Linked DNA regions of Mus musculus: region 2 is linked to region 1. Evidence: chromatin contacts called from public promoter capture Hi-C data. All regions are on one chromosome and are shown on one strand. The core of a region is the stretch at or near the end of the contact, and the rest is flanking DNA. Distances in the headings are between cores, read along the strand shown.

The links. Promoter capture Hi-C pulls out the DNA fragments that hold promoters and counts their contacts.
Region 2: a contact with region 1 is called in a promoter capture Hi-C map of cancer-associated fibroblasts, with 5 times the contacts expected there. The contact joins the enhancer-like site here to the promoter of Glis1 in region 1. A contact is called at or near these places in 7 of 39 promoter capture datasets (the 3T3-L1 cell line, cancer-associated fibroblasts, cranial neural crest and 3 more), 3 of 115 datasets of contacts at active chromatin or transcription factors (the NIH/3T3 cell line, astrocytes and kidney) and 1 of 9 other capture datasets (liver).

What each region holds. Positions count from the first base shown.
Region 1 is chr4:107,432,307-107,436,958 of GRCm38.p6, reverse strand. Glis1 (GLIS family zinc finger 1) reads right to left here and starts at 2,240. Exons shown (of 11, transcript NM_147221.2): 1 at 2,062-2,240; 2 at 1,022-1,319. The coding sequence starts at 1,277. Gm46866 (Holliday junction resolvase MOC1, chloroplastic-like) reads left to right here and starts at 1,704. Exons shown (of 2, transcript XM_030253946.1): 1 at 1,704-2,679; 2 at 2,878-3,182. The coding sequence starts at 1,894. The coding sequence ends at 2,526.
Region 2 is chr4:107,551,891-107,556,542 of GRCm38.p6, reverse strand. All of the region lies in intron 2 of Glis1 (GLIS family zinc finger 1), which reads right to left. Among named protein-coding and RNA genes, the nearest start is that of 4930552P06Rik, 43 kb to the left of the region's middle. Within about 2 kb of position 2,627, at least 55 of the 459 cell types and tissues checked have an H3K27ac peak or open chromatin away from gene starts, as enhancers often do. A contact at or near this core is called in the NIH/3T3 cell line and cancer-associated fibroblasts, where this site is marked.

The sequences.
Region 1 (4,652 bases), core at 991-3,490:
CATCCCAGCAAAAATACTCAATACATTCAAGAAGAGACTGCAGACAAGAAGCGCCTCTCTCCTACAAAGCCGAAGAGAAACCTCTCTACAGTTATGTCTTCCAACCAGGCTGGCAACTGCAAGCAAGCTGGATTAAGGTGCTGAGCTGGCGGTGTCTACAACTACAAAACACTGGCTTTCATTCCAAAAAGGTACTGCAGCTGATGAGATCAAACCCCAAAGTTGCTGGTTCGGCTAATGGGGAACGAAAGGGCAGGTCGGGCAGATCGGCACATCCCTTAACAATCTCTAATGTCTGGTTAATTATCTGTTAACATGAAACCTATAAATAACATGTCGGTAATAATTAACTATGATTGGGTGAATATCTTCAGGAGTCTACCAGCACCTGTCCCTGAATTTGCCCATAGCGGGTTCTGGGCCTGCCTTGGCTTCACCAAGCACAGAAAAGTCACTTCTAAGTCAACACTTGACCCAACCCAGATTACAGGCTCAAAAGAACTTAAGTCAGGAGTCAGAAAAATCATTTGGCATAATAAGTTCCTAATTTGACCGATGAGAAAACTGAGGTTCCTAAGGAAGAGGTCCTACTAAAATCCTCCATTTGGTTTTGTCTTTTCTTTCTTTCTTCCTTCCTTCCTTTCTTAGAGAGACTGTGATAGTTCAAAATATGCCTTCCGTTGCTTAGAAAAAATTACTAGATACTAATGTACAATAAAATTTTGACATTTCACACGACTTTCATCAGAAACATATAGAAGCAAAATTATGTAATGTAAGCTTTCTACATACACATCTCCTTCTCAAACATGCCTATTTGGTTTAAATTGGATGCTTCCAGGCATCAGTTCAGACTGACAGGCGAGTCCCAATCAACTACAGAGATACTGAGACATTAAGGAACTCTTAAGGAAGTTCCATGAAGTTCTAGAATCCCTACAGAGCCGGTGGCAGAGACACCGGTACCACAGACCTGACCTCAGCATGCCCGCGGTCAGCACACTGGTGCGGTGGAACTCACCCTTCCCGCTGCCGGTCTTGGACACACCATAGTCTCGAGGGCTCCGGGGCCGAAGGAGATCGTGGGCACGTGGTGGTGGCACCGGTAGCCGAGGCAGCAGGTCTAGCGGGTTCCCGTCCCCGCAGCCGCCACCACTCACAGCAATCCTGAAGGCCATGTGCGCTCCCAGGCTGACAGGCCCGCGGCCCTGGCCAGGAGCACCAGGGGCCTCCTTTGGCCTCTTGTCCGAAAGTGCCTCGGCCACCTCGCAATGCATGGCGCCGGGGCGGGGCGCACGGCTGGGGGTCGCGCCAGGCTCCTGCGGAGGGAAGAAAGCACCGAGCTTTAGAAAGCGGGAAACTCCATCCCTAGATCACAGTTTGGGCAGTCACGTTCTATTTAGTCCTGATCTCAAAAAAAAAAAAAAAGTTAGCGTCACCACACCGACCCCATTCCCTGAGCCACCTGACCCCGCGCACCGTGGTCGTCCCGCTTTCGCTGCCGTCGCCCTAGGCCCGCACGTTCCGGAGAATCCCCTGCGCCCTCCCACCCTAATCCGCTTCCACCCAGGGTCAGCCCTCTTCAGACGAATGGCAAAACTAAGACCAAGGATAGGATGGGAGTTCCCTAAAGGGACAGGGAGAGGGCAGTAAACTAGGATGGGATGGGAGTTCCTGTCCGGAATTCCCTAAAGGGACAGGGAGAGGGCAGCAGCCTGACTCCCAGAGCAGGGTCACAGGGGAGCAGGGAAAGACTCAGATGGGTCCCTGGCTGCGCACCTCTAGGTGCCCCGGGGCGGGCTGAGCAGAGCCCAGGCACTGAACACGCACCGCCGCCGGGTGCAGACGCAGAATTTCCGCGAGCCCCGCCACTAGCCAGACACCGGGCTGAGGATGAGCGCGCACGCCCACTGCGCGAGCCCACAAAGCGCACTCGAGAGCCGTAAATCCAGGAGCCCCGGCGCCCGGGAGCCCGCACAGCCAGAGTCGCCCACGCACGCCGGCTCGCACGCACACTCGCGACCCGTCGATGCGCCCTCCGAGACCAGCCATGCCACACACCCCATTCACCGGCTCACACTCCGCTCCGCCGGCAGCCGCAAGTCTCACGCCGGAGCCTCAGCATCATTTCCAGCATCATTCCCGCGAGAGCGAGGCCTCAGGGCCCCCAAATTCGCCTCGCCCCTCGGCGAGCCCCGCGCCACCCCAGAGCTCCCGGATTCGGACGCCACTGGGTCCCCGGCGCCGGCCGCGCCCCTTCTCACCTCGCCGCGGGCGCAGCGGCTCGCGGGGCACACAGCACGGCGCGCCTCCTCTGGCGCCGCAGCCCCCGCAGCCGCCGCCGCCACCGCCACGGCCGCCGCGTCCTACGGGGCGACACCCCGGGGGCGGGGCGGCCCGCTGCTGCCCACAGCCGCTCGGGCCGCGACTCTTGGGGGCTGCCGGACCAAGCCAATGGCGGCTCGAGGGCGTGCCGCTCGCCTGGGGGCCTGGGCGGGGCGGCGCGCGCCCAGGCTGAGGTTTTGACAGCGGCCGGAGCCCTGCACGCCGGCTGCCGGGACGCCGCCGGACTCTGCGGCTGCCAGAGGAGGAGGCCAGCCGAAGGCAGAGCCAGCACAACCCGGCTTCCTCTGCTCCCCGGCGGGATTCTGCTCCTCCCCGGGTCGCGTTTTCTCCCGGGTAAATGGGAATGGCGGTACCTGCTAAGCGGAGGTAACAAATACAGAAGTGCTTGACAAGTTGTTTTGGTTTTGCAGACTCTAACCAGCTCACTTCAAGTGGCACAGATTTCACTGCAAGTCATAGCAAAGCTGGCCTTTGTCATCTGAACCCAGGCCTCAGCCCACTTTCTCACTTTACTTTCGTGTTGTTTTCTAGAAAGGGTTCATCCAGACGAGAGAGGAGCTCCGCGTTCTCCTGTACCCATTCCTTGCCATGTCCTCCGCGCTCCAGGCAGCAGGGTCTCAACTGTAGGAAGAGCCCTTGATGAGGCTTCATAGTGACTAGAAGCAATGGGTCAGCCCCCATCCCTGAAGCGTGCAAAATGGGGTGTTCGTTCATGTCTCTGACCGATTTTCTGGGGTCTACTGAAGGATCTAGGGTAGCCCCAAAATGTCTCTGCATGCTGTCAACATCTCCCACTATGCACAAAATGTTTGAGAATAGAGGACCTTAGTCTTAAACTGTGGAAGTGTGTTTCTGCAACCGGCCTGGTTCACAGACTGGGGTTCCACACAGGAAGACAACCCAAGCAGTTTCCCAGCATCTTAACAAAACAAAGATTTTTTTTTTCCAGTCACAAAAAGTTAAGATTTGCCAGGCATGCTGGCACACGCCTTTAATCCCAGCAGGCGGATTTCTGAGTTCGAGGCCAGCCTGGTCTACAAAGTGAGTTCCAGGACAGCCAGGGCTATACAGAGAAACCCTGTCTCGGAAGAAAAAAAAAAGTTTTTTAAAAAAAGATTTAATTTCCTATACCTTATTTGTTTGGAGACTTAGAAACAGCAGAAGGAATTGGAAGTACCTTGACATTTTACTTAACACCACCCCCACATTCATGGCCAGAAGCAACAAGGTAGGTAGGGTGTGGCAGCGCAGGCTTCCGACTCCCACGCCAGTGTCTTCCTCCCATTATTACCAAGAGCAGGTGTCAGCCGACCTGTGCAGGCGATGAGCTGTTATGGGCATCTCAGAGGCCTTGCCTCTTTCTGGAGACTTGTCATTGAGGACTGTCACTTTAGGGCAGAGTGGATATGAGTAGAAAGGAGGAAACTGACCAACTGCCCGCCCAGAACTTGAACCTCCCCCTCCCACCCCACCCTCAATTCTAAAGTGTGGACCCTGGCTCTGGCCAACAGGTCTGTGGCTTTAGACAAATAGCCCTACTTAGTTTCTGCCTCATGCGTCAAAGAAGCAAGAAAGCTGGAAGGTCTAGCTTTGCTATTATGCCCGTCTGTAAGGCCAGGAGCTGAGCGCTCTGCTCTGCTCTGCTCTCCCCGGCATGTGCGCACTCACACACACACACACACACACAGCACTGTACATTTAGTTCAGACTGGAAACAGTTGCCAAATGAGTCACTTAAATAACAGGACAAGCAGGCAAAAGCTCTCCAAATTTCCCAACAGCAACAAACTCATTTACTTATTCTTCACTGCTTTGCTACCTTTGACCAGCCCTTGTGTTTGAAGCTACTAGGGACCTTGTGAGTGTTCACAGGTCTGCTACAGCAGGTAGCCAGGCAAAGTAGTAAGCTGCCTGAACTCTCCATTCAATGGGCCTCTCCAACACTGTGTGCAGCAGGATGATTTTGTGAATGTGCAAGCCTGGTATGCTTGTGCAGTTTTCCTAGAAGGAAGGAAAAGGACCCGTTTCCAGTGACAAGGGGTCGAGAAGACACAAGAAGCCTGTACTTTAAATTTTTTTCTTTTCTTCTTCCTCTTCTTCTCCTTCTCCTTCTCCTTCTCCTTCTCCTTCTCCTTCTCCCTCTCCTTCCTTCTCCCTCTCCCTCTCCCTCTCCCTCTCCCTCTCCCTCTCCCTCTCCCTCTCCCTCTCCCTCTCCCTCTCCCTCTCCCTCTCCTTCTCCTTCTTCTTCTTCTTCTTCTAAGTCAGGGTTTCTCTTTGTAGTCCTGGCTATCCTGGAACTCACTCTG
Region 2 (4,652 bases), core at 1,378-3,877, 120 kb before region 1:
CTCGAGTTCCTGACCAGGAGGGAGCGTCCCCTGCTCTCCTGCATGCGGTGGGTAGCTCTGGGAACTAGATGAAGTCATCTTGTTTAACAAGAAGCCATCGTGTCTCAGGGGAGAGCCAGTGTGAGGACAAACATCAGTAAACCAGGCTCCCCAAGCAGAACAGCTGAGCGACGTTCAGCACGCGTGGGTAGATAACATCCCATAGCATTTCACAGCCGTCACAACAAAAAAGACCTTGTTAATACAACAGTCTATGACATCAGCTTTTTATGCACTCTGGTAACCTTTCTAATGTGAAAATTTAGTCCATTTACACCACTTATATTTAATGTAATTTCCATATGTTTGGAATTAAATCTATAATCTTACTATTTATTTGTCTCACCTATTCTGTATTTTTCCTTCTTCATCCTCAACTTTGTTCATATTAGACTTTTTTTATTATTCTACTTTCTGCCTGTTAGCTTATCATACACAACTTCCTCTCTTTTTAAGTTACCTTGACATATTACTGTCTAACAGGTTAGTTCTTTTCCTACTTCTTTGGCAGGGCAAGAGCACAGGATTCTCAACTCCATCCAGCCCCGCCCCCAACACGGCACATCTCATTCCTATTCCCCCTCCCTTACTTTAACTCCACTATTCTACCCCATGTTCCTGTGTCTAACAACGGGAGCAGCTGGACCACTTCTGAATCTGTGTTGGGTTTCCCCACTCCTGGTCCCAAATCCTGTACCCCTGCATATCTGTGGCTGTGTTTGCAACTCATCCTTTGCAGCACCCTTCGGGGCTCCTGTTGAAGGCAGGGGATGTCAGGCTCCTTCTTCTTGACTCTGAATTTCAATATCTGTCTTCCTAGAACTTGAAGCCACTGAACGTTCGCCTCGCTTCTCAGCCTCTGACTGCCAGCCTCTGCTCCCACTCTTCTTCCTTGGCCTGTGCCATTTCTGCACCAGCAAATGTGAGCGGGCAGGAAAGACAACGTGAAATGACAGGGTACAATCCCAGCACATCTGTCTCCCTGGGAACTCAGCCTTATCCTGGTAGCCCTAAGCTCCAATCCAGTCTACACGCACAGTAAGGCTGCAAAAAGCTCCCTTGAGTTAGGCAAGTGGTAAATGCCTGAAAGGAAGTTATGACAGCCACAGGCACAGTCACCTCAGTGTATGTGGAGTCCTGGCTGGCTTGTCAGCTCTTCAATGACTTGAAGCATTAAATGTACCCTACCTACCAAACCCCACCATGTTGAAATTTAACTTCTGTTGTGTGACACCATGAGCCAATGTTTCTGTTCCTAGCTGGTACTTATTTCACAGGAGTTTGTCTTCACGCCGTATCTTATGAACAGACAATGCCTTCTCCCGAGGAGTAGGTTTGTCGTGGTGGGAGTCTGCCTCCCTCTTCCTCTCTCTTGCCCTCTACTGACCTTCCAGCTATGCCCTGCCTTCTACCATGCCGTGAAGCAGTAAAAAAGACCTCTGCCAGAGGCTGGCACTTTAGTATCAGCTCCCAGCCTCCAACCCATGAGTCGGCGGATCTCGCTCAGGATCAGTACCCATCCTCAGGTAATGAATGGTCCAACAGAAAACAGACCAAGGCAGACGCTTTAGTCTGATAGAAGCCAAATTTGTTTTAGTCCAGATGTGAAAACACTTTTCCAATAAGTAATCGTAACAACCGTGCAGTATCCTATTTCCTGGCTGCACCAGACTTCATTCCTTATAGTTGTATTTTAAGTTGTTTAGAAAAGAGAAAACTGAAACAACCAGGCTATGATCACCTATCTTATATTTATTCATATTTAAAGCCTTAGGATAATTTTCTGGATATGGAATTGCCGAGTCCAAAGATAAGCACAGTTTTAAGCATGGTCCTACTTACCATCCGAACTGCCCTCCAAAAAGGCTCTATCACTTTATGCCATCGGTAACACCTCTGTTTTCTCTGCAGAGGACTCTTGGTGTTCCCATTTAGAAATAAAAGGAGAAGCCGGGCGTGGTGGCGCACGCCTTTAATCCCAGCACTTGGGAGGCAGAGGCAGAGGCAGGTGAATTTCTGAGTTTGAGGCCAGCCTGGTCTACAGAGTGAGTTCCAGGACAGCCAGGGCTACACAGAGAAACCCTGTCTCGAAAAACCAAAAAAAAAAAAAAGAAGAAGAAGAAGAAGAAAGAAAAGAAGAGAAGAGAAGAGAAGAGAAGAGAAGAGAAGAGAAGAGAAGAGAAGAGAAGAGAAGAGAAGAGAAGAGAAGAGAAGAGAAGAGAAGAGGCTTGGTGGGCCAAGTGTTTGCTGTGTACGCCTGACAATCTGCATTCGATCCCTAACATCACGGCAGGAGAGGATATACTCCTGAGACTCTGTGACCTCTGTACACACACAGTGCCACATACGTGCCCACACTCACCTCCCTCCCAACTTCCTCTCCACCCCAAAATAAAAATCTGTTAGCTTAAGAGTTGAGAGACACCGATAACAGAAAAGAACAGGAGGCTTTTTGTGCGTCCAATGAGTAAGCCAACTACAGAACATAAACAGAAATTTGACAGGCATCAGACGTGGCACAGTGAGACACCAGCACAACACAGCCACCATGACGCAGCAAGCATGACTCAAAAGTTTCAGTTGCTCAAAAATGTAGTCTGTGAATAATATTCTGCAAGTTTCTCTTCCCAGCTCATGTGAGTCACTTACTGAATGGTCTGTAAGCCACAAAGTATGTATCTGACAAGGAACTAAGACCATCAGGCAGGTCATGAGGGAGTTGGTTCCCATCCCCTCTGCCAGCCCAGTCTCTGTGAGAGAGGGGATCCTCACCATCTACTTGGAGGAGCTGGACACAGGATAAGCAACTGCCAGTCGCAAACACAAAGTAGAAGAGTCCGCCTCATCACAGGGCGTTAGAGCATATTTTTTTCTGGATTTATGAAAAAAATCTTCATCACAAAAGAAAACATTTTTAAGAATTACATCCAATGAGAAGGCCAACAGGAATACAGCTTGGTGGTAGAGCTTAGAACACTCAGGACTCCAAGCTCAATCCATAATGCCACAAAAACAAACACCAGAAAAGGGCAGGATTTGAAATTCCACGTATTTAAAAAATAAAAATAAAAGGCTTGATGGTTTAAAAAATGGAAAAGGAGTTGCTATATCAAATGCTAACAACTAATGTGTTTTTAACACACATGCATTGAATACCTAACTGTGTGCCAGGGTGAGACACCAGAAACACAGTTTCCCTCTGCCCTGGGCACCACAGATGTGCTGAACAAAAAGTAAAAATCTCTGCTCTCCTGGTGCTTGCGTTCTGGTAGAAGAGAAGATAATATCAAAGATAAAGAAACAGATTAACCCTGTGATATCAGGTAGATACTACAGGTTATGAGTTCAAACAAAGGCAAGAAGCTAGAGAGTGAGAAGCAGGCCAGACAGAGTCAGGGAAGGGCTGACTGAGCAGGGGCCTGAGGAGAAGGAAGGCAGAAGCCACGTGCCACCTCAGGACAAGCACTGACAGTAAGCAAAGGCCCTGAGACCAGTGACCTCAGAAGGCTCAGGAAGAAAAGCCCAGCAAGCAACAGGGAGAAGGTTGTGGTAAGGTCACAGAAGAGGCTGGGACTGTCCTGCAGGACTCCGTGGGTGGTGATGACAGTGTGTCCTGGCAGGAAGCCATGGATCCTGAGTAGGCAATGGCAGATAGGATGGGCCACGGGGTTCAGTCTGGCTCCGCATGGGGAAGATTTCAGATGAGGTTTGGTTTTAGCACTGAGGGCTTCTATCTTTCTCTGCTCCCTTTCAGGACAGAGGAAACAGGCAATGTGACTCTAGACCAGTGGTTCTCAACCTTCCCGGTGCTGTGACCCTTTAATACAGTTGCTCATGTCATGGTGACCCCAGCCATAAAATTATTTCATTGCTACTTCATAACTGTAAGTTTGCTACTGTGATAAACTGTAGTGTAAATATCTACTATGCAGGATATCTGATATGTGACCCCTGTGAAAGGATTGTTTGACCCCAGTTGGTCACGACCCACAGGTTGAGAACCATGGCGCTAACCACTGCCCCATCTCATAAAACTGTCCACAAGCATAGGTAAATTTTACAGTGTATAAATTCTAACAGGTTACAATCTCTGCATGGCACATATTAAAACACTGCATACTGCTTTTGAAATGAATAAACAATCTTCGAGGCTACATCAAAAATGGGCTTGAGCTAAATTCCTGCCGTCAGGCTTCTCAATGGCCATCCTCCAGGCTTCTCGTGTGCAGACCTCCCTGCTGCTCTGGGCCTCCACAAGCAACCAAAAGACAAGAATACCAGAGCACAGCCTAAAGGGAGATGGAAACATTTGTCTAGATTCACTGCTAGGGTTTCCCAGGGCCAGAGACTCTTCTTCCTCAGGGAACCCCTCTGTCCCTGTTACAGGGGCACTGACCAGCTCAGTCAGAAAAGATGCTAAGTGCCCCTCGGTGGCAGTGGAGGCTCTGGAGTGTCAGGGACCCAAGGAAAGAAAACATGTCGGGAAAGGTAGCCCAGTGAATAAATCCTGACATTTCTTAACACTCTCGGCTTCCACGGTTCCAAAACTGAAAGCTGAGCTCTCTATGTGTCTGGCTACCACTTCTGTTCCACTCACCCCGTGATGCCTCAGG